2 separate regions of the Sus scrofa genome follow, and region 2 is linked to region 1. The links are chromatin contacts, called in public Hi-C maps. All regions are on one chromosome and are shown on one strand. The core of a region is the stretch at or near the end of the contact, and the rest is flanking DNA. Distances in the headings are between cores, read along the strand shown. Region 1 overlaps PALMD (palmdelphin). Region 2 has its middle 110 kb from the start of PALMD.

Region 1 (3,637 bases), core at 513-3,012:
ACCACAACAGACTAAACGGTAGATTAGAATCACCTCTGAGAAGCCTCCCCTCACTCAACTGCAATCCGGGAATAATAGGTACCCTTTATGGAGTACATATGATGTACCAAGCATTATCCTGAGACAGATAATTCTCCGAGGGAAGTCTCAGTAGCCTTGTGACTTACACGAGGACACGAAGTTACAGGAAGGTCTGAACCTTCTACCAGCGGACCCACGCGTCACACACAGGTCTCACTGACTCCAGATCTTTCCATCATGCTTCGCTCTGCTTATTCTCCATTCATCTCCATGAACGTTCATTGAGAACCTGCCACATGTAAGTCTTGGTTCATCTAGAGGAGGTTCAAGGATCACACACTCCTCAAAGCGAACTTTTATTTCTGTTTACTTTTACGTGGATTATCTCATGCAAAACAACTTGAAACACAGATTTTAGGCCACGAACAGGGATGTCACAGATTTCTGGCTGTGCTGACATGAGTAAAGGAGGAGCAAAGGAGCAAATGAACAAGCCAGAACATGGAAGGAACATTAGTTTCAGGGACCCATCCTTTAGATGGTGGTCGTGAAGAAAGAATGTTTAAAAGCAGAGACTCGCTGTGTGAAAGGAAGGGTCTGCCATAGGGACCAGGCTTCCGCCCTCCCCAGGCGAGTCCCCAGAGACGAAATCTACAGCACAGGAAACTTCCACACCATCCCTTGCTCTGCCATAAAGCAAAGGTCGCTCAGGTCATTTAGACCAATGACGGCTAACTGGTCTTTATTGGTTATTCTAGTTATACTGAGGTCGGAATTTATATTTTTGGTCTTCAAATAATAAGAGTCCTGTTCTTCATATCAAATATGAACAATTAACACTAGAAGCAAAGTAAAAATGAAGTGGATAGAAAGCAGAAAATATAGTGGGTGCTCTATAATACTGTTAGAGATAAATGTTAAGGGTTACAAGGCACAAAGCCAGTAATTATTTCTGGGTGGAGAGAGTCAACGGCTGTATACATCACTGAATATGTTTTGTCATCTCATAATATGGTTACAAGTAGTACCTTCGCTAAAAATAATTTTCCCCTACAACTTTTTTTTTTTTTTAAGAAAAAAAGCTTTTCCAAAATCTTGGATAAGCACATCAGCAGTTAACCTGCCATCTACAACAGTATTTGAAGGTCACTTGGGAAACTCATGTCACTTATGTAGAGGTCAATTTGAAGTACTACTACAATTATTTAGCTCTTAATAAGTGTTTGGCATGTCCTGCAAGGTTCTCTCCAGGCCCTAATTAAAACCACACACCCTGCTTCTGTCCTGGCAGAATATTTGGGAAGCCCATAACTAACCAATTCACCACACCACACCAACCTCCAGGGCACGCGTTTATTTGCATTCACTTGAAAACTACCTTTGCAACTTGCACATAAAAGTGACTGATTCTCTGAAAACCGGTTCGGCTTCTTGTTTTTAATGGCAAATGCAACCCTTAATTTACAAAATATTATTCTGATTAAGAGGACTGGCTTTTCTACTAAATCATGCTCTTCTGACATTACCTGTGTACCAGGCAGTTTCAGATCAAGATAGTATCAGATAACTGTTAATATTTACAGAGTTATGTTAGGAGATGAGATTCACCCATGCAAGAGCTATTCACATATAACCATAAATTATTCAGCTTTTCTAAACATCTGCTGTTCCCAATTATCAGAGCAAACTGACACTTGTTTCAATGTCACTGTCGGACCAGCTCTTTGCTAGTTATCTTGAAGCTGCTGTGCTGTAGTGCTCGTCCTGTTCTTCACTGCTCAGGATTAGAGGCAGTAGATCTGGCTCAGGCAAACTTAGCATTTGCTCCATGCCAAATGCCCTTTATTTCTCTGGCGGGCTTACCCATGGCATGTGATTGTTTGCACTGGTGGGTTAGATCTTTCTCATTACAAGCATGCTCTTTGGCAAGGGCCAACTATAGGGCAATTCTTGTCCTATATTCATGCATAGAAGTATTCTTCATCTTTTATTTTCTTTCTAAAAATTTTTTACTGTTATTCCCCCAATAAAATTTTTTTTCCCACTGTACAGCATGGTGACCCAGTTACACACACATGTATACGTTCTTTTTTCTCCCATTATCATGCTCCACCATAAGTGACTAGACATAGTTCTCAGTGCTACACAGCAGGATCTCATTGCTAATCCATTCCAATTTTTTGATATAGTTTTATTTCAGTTTGGTGAATAAAGTGTGCCTGACATGTAGTAGGTGCTTAATTAAAGTCTGTTAAATGTCTAGTGCAATTTATTGGACCCCAACTTTAAAAATAAAACAAAGCCCACCTTCTACTAGATTACATACTCTCAGTTTTATTGGGAAAACAGAGTTTGACATTCCCATTGGCCAAATTATCTATAGAGATAAAAATATCTGTAACCTCTGACCCATTAGTAATAACATACCCATATGTGTACTCAACAGTATCTGCTGCAATTTTAGAGCTACTCTCTTAGATAAATTATGATTTAAAAATAATAAAATAAGGGAGTTCCCATAGTGGTGCAGCAGAAACAAATCTGACTGGTATCTGTGAGGATGTGGGTTTGAGCCCTGGCTTTGCTCAGTGGGTTAAGGATCCGGCGCTGCCATGAGCTATGGTGTAGGTCACAGATACGGCTCAGATCCTGGTTGCTGTGGCTGTGGTGTAGGCCGGCAAAGCTATAGCTCCGAATCAACCCCTAGCCTGGGAACCTCCATATGCCCTAGGTGTGGCCCTAAAAAGCCAAAAAAAAAAAAAATTAATTTTAAAAATAAAATTAAAAAAATAATAAAATAAAATAAGCCTTCCTTTTTTCATTGCAAACCTTATCCATTCAATATTAACTAACTTAATAATGTCAACACAAACCATGGTGGATTTGATATCATTTAGAAAAAGCATGCAAATTCTTTAACTACTAGGAGCAAAAACTTTTTTTTTCTATTTTTACTGTTGAACTATCTGAAATGCATGATACTAATGATTCATCCTGCAAACCAACAAAAAAAAAAATATGAAAAAAATTCCTAAAATTTGTCACACCAAGGTATATCCACCATAGGACTATACAATAAGTAGTATACTGGCTTTGTTGCTTTAAAAGATTCTAGAACAGTAGCTTCAACAAGATTAGAAAGGTTCATTTTCCTCCTACTCAGAGCAATCCTAGCTGGGAGAAATTCAAGGGAGGGGAGCAGGAATGTTACATGATATGATAAGAGACCCTGTTTCTTTCTGTCTGGTTGCTTTGCCACCCCTAAGGAATGCCCTTGGTTGTAAGGTCAAAGGCAACTCCCATCACCAGGTCTGCATTTCAGCTTAGGAAGAGGAAGATAAATGAAGGTCAAACAGCTCGATTTTTAGGCTATGATATGAAAATTGCTGAGGTCACTCCTGCTAATATCCTATTGGCCAGAATTTAGTCACCTGATATTATTTAAAAGCAAAGGAGACTGGGAAATGTAGTCTGTAGCAGGACCGCAGGGAGACACATAAAACTCAGGGAGTTCTACTATTAAAAAGAACAGGAGGGATGGATTTGGGGGAAAATAAGCAGGTTGACAAAGCAGACTAGCATATTCTTTCATTAATTCAAAAGACCCATTTAATAA
Region 2 (3,637 bases), core at 780-3,279, 140 kb before region 1:
AATCACAAACCAAGAATAAGGAAGGAAATAATAAAAAGATCAGAAGTAAAAGGAATTGAGAACAACAAAAGTAATAAATGAAACCAGAAACAGCAGGATTCAACAGCCCACAGCTCCTCCTGACTTTTGCCGGTTTGGTCAGACAGTACCTCTAGTGAGACACTTCCTCATGAATAACTTTCCCTGGAACCCTAGATCCAGATTTCCAGCAAGTTCCACCTGTGCAGCACCCCCAGGGAGTTCTCTGCCATCTAGTGACCTAAGGAAGTGTGTACCTCAGCCCTACAGGTAATGACTACTCCTTGCATGTGCTATTCTTACATTTTTTAGAATCCTCTTTTATTATCTAATCTCTCATTACTCAAAACCCCTGCTATAGTAAACAATTCTTCAACTCTCTCTATTCAAATGACTAATTGTCTGATTTCTGTTTCCTGATTGGACACAGACTGATGCAATCACATCATTTTTCCTCCAAGCCAGTGGTTTGAATAGCATAACAGCAGGCTTTAGAATACCTTCCCTCTAAAGATCTTCAAACTATTTCATTGCAGAGCCTACACTCAACCACAAGCTAAAAAAGGAGGGGAGGGAGTATTTTCTTTTTCTCGTCACATAGGAAATTGCCAACAGGGCACCTGTATGTAACATGTGAGTCAGATATGCGAAGAAGCTTGCAATTTTCCTTCTGTGCCCCTGAATAGAAGGCACGATAGACAGAGCACTTGTGCCTCCCACAGTTCTTCACTCAGTCCCTCCCTGGGGACCACCCAGGCTGGAAGAAAGAATTGCTCAATATATGAATAAAGCTTTCCATCGATGGGAAAGCCCAGCAGGAGAGAGAAATTCCTGTTTCTCTTTTCACATGCCACCTAAGACTTCATTACAAGACTACAGTTCTTTCCAAACTTTTAAAAAATCAAAGTGAAATGCTATGCATAGCCTTCCAAAATCCCGTGTGATTTTTTTATATGCCTATTTGATTATCATATACGTTTCTACTTGGAGTTATTCCTTCTATATCCCTAACTGGTGAAAGTTAGAAGATAGACCAGAGTCTACAATAACAGTGAGAATAGGAGAGAGAGGAAAAGAATTTGTTTTTCATATGTTAATGCATTCAAATTTGACACGTTTGAAAAATTCTGACTGGCCAATCAACAGATTTGGAAAAAAAAATGGCAGAATCAGAAAACTATAGACTATGGATAAGAAGGAGAATCAGAATTCCTTTATTCACATCATTCCCTGATATTAGAACACCCTGCAGAATTCCCATTCCTGTGACTGTCTCACCCCATGGAAAACTCAGTATTAACACTACAGTCCATTCTATATATAGACAACTGATTGTTAGAAAGTGCTGTCTATTTTGAACTGAAGTCTGTTACCATCGTTCCTGGTTAGATGCCTTGGGTTTCCTTGTAAGCCTCAGTCCTTTTTTATACAGCAGCCTTAAAATAGCTAAAGGCATCTCCGCTGTTCTCCCTTACGACACTGTCTGTGTACCTTTGGTAATGATGAACTTTGGCTCACTCCCAGAACAAGGCTCCTGGAACAACTAAGATAGTAATTCTCATCAACGATGCGATGAGACAAAGTTCTCCTCATTCTACTTGCACAAGCAATGAGACACGGAATGCACAGGTCCAATTTCACTAGAGTCTGGGGGGGGAATAAAACCAAGCCACATTTCCAAAATTCCTCCTCAGAGGAAGATGAGGAGCAGAAGCCACTTCAGGCTGGAAATGCTTCCTTCTATCTAGAATACCTTTTAGGGCCCCAGAAACTCTGAGACCCCTGTACTTCTGGAGACTGAGCCTCTGATCCCAGGATCTGGCTGAGTTTTTCTCAAAGGACCTCTGAGTATACAGCTAACTCGTGGAATACGAGAATGTGAAGAAAGATATTTTACACTGACATTTTAACATTTCCTCTAATGGTCTTCTCAATTCATTTTAGGTAGTCTGTTAGCTGATAGGTCCTCCTAAAAAGGTATTTCTCTATTGGGATACCAAAGTAAATGTTGACAGTATACTGTTTGCAGAAGTTGGTTAGGATGTAGTGCTAGGTTAAGGACTGAGTTCAAAGACCCAGTATTTTTCATGCAATCAATAATGGGAGTGGACATCACATGCTAAAACTTGCGTTACATTTTGCACTAGTAAAGAAGAGATAAAAGGGTTCCAGATCTCAGAAAATGACTGAAAAATCACATCAATGGAATCTGCGTTCAGAGCTCATACCTGAGACTTTTCAGACTAATCTCAGTTGTAAGACATAGACCCCAATCCCTCACCCCCAACCCCACAATGCAATCATATTTCTTCTTTCTTAAATGTCCGATGTTGATTGATATTATATGATATACACTATTTTAGGTAACATACATATGTCTCAGAGGAACTTTAAAATAAAAGATATTCACCAGTTATGTTTATGCTGTGAAATAGGACAGCAGGGAACTCTAAGCACAATTGTGAGTACCAAGTGTACCGATGATAGCAAACCCCAAAGCTGGTCAAGATTATGGGAAAAAGAACCAGTGCCATGAATGAGCTCCTCCTTTACATTGGGAGGGAAGGGAAATATATTTCAACACAAGATAGCAGATGCTAAATGCCAAAATAGAACTATCTATGTACACAAAAGGGAGAGGAATCCAGCAGATGGGGAAGGCTTCCCAGAAAATGAACCCCTTATCCTGAGCCCATGAAGTAAGATCTGGATAAATGAAAGGGAGAGAGCAGGGCATTTCAGATGGTGGAAACTATATTATCAAAATGGGGAGGCAGAAATGTGCAGAGTATTTCCATTAAACAGTTAGCCCAGTTGGACTGGAAAGAAGGATTCAATGAGAGATAAGCATGGAAGGCAAACAGGTTAGAGGCCAGAGGGTAAAGGGTCTGAAAATGCTTAATTGAAAATGAAAACTTCAACTTGTTAGGAACAGAGGAGTTTCCAAGAAGAATACTTTATCACTGGCATGATTTAGACTTGCTGGTGCATAATGATTTTTTAAAAGGTTAGTAGATGCAAACCGTTACATTTAGAATGGATAAGCACGGAGTTCCCGTCCTGGCGCAGTTGTTGACGAATCTGACTAGGAACCATGAGGCTGGGGGTTCGGTCCCTGCCCTTGCTCAGTGGGTTAAGGATCCAGCGTTGCCGTGAGCTGTGGTGTAGGTCGCAGACGCGGCTCGGATCCCGCGTTGTTGTGGCTCTGGCGTAGGCCGGTGGCTACAGCTCCGATTCGACCCCTAGCCTGAGAACCTCCATATGCTGTGGGAGCGGCCCAAGAAATGGCAAAAAGACAAAAAAAAAAAAAAAAAGAATGGATAAGCAATGAGCACAGGGAACTCTGTCCAATATCTTAGGATAGAACATGATGGAGGACAGTATGAGAAAAAGAATGTATATATATGCATGACGGGGTCACTTTACTGTACTGGAGAAACTGGCACAACATTGTAAATAAACTATAATTTTTTTAAAAAGTAAACTGATTTTAGTTGGTATTATTATTGTTTTTCAACTCTCTATAGACACAGCATCTCCTTTCTGCCTTCATCCAGTTGACTGCTCCCGCCTCCCCCATGGTACCCCACTGGTTTAGAATAAGTTATAGAAATGTCCT

The links. A called contact is a pair of places that touch in the nucleus more often than the background predicts.
Region 2: a contact with region 1 is called in a Hi-C map of liver, with 6 times the contacts expected there. A contact is called at or near these places in 3 of 47 Hi-C or Micro-C datasets (embryonic fibroblasts, fetal heart ventricle and liver) and 1 of 2 datasets of targeted methods (skeletal muscle).

What each region holds. Positions count from the first base shown.
Region 1 is chr4:118,393,821-118,397,457 of Sscrofa11.1, reverse strand. All of the region lies in intron 3 of PALMD (palmdelphin), which reads left to right. LOC110260438 (a long non-coding RNA gene) reads left to right here. Exons shown (of 2, transcript XR_002343735.1): 2 at 1-3,637. Among named protein-coding and RNA genes, the nearest start is that of PALMD, 32 kb to the left of the region's middle.
Region 2 is chr4:118,538,168-118,541,804 of Sscrofa11.1, reverse strand. No RefSeq gene overlaps it. Among named protein-coding and RNA genes, the nearest start is that of PALMD, 110 kb to the right of the region's middle.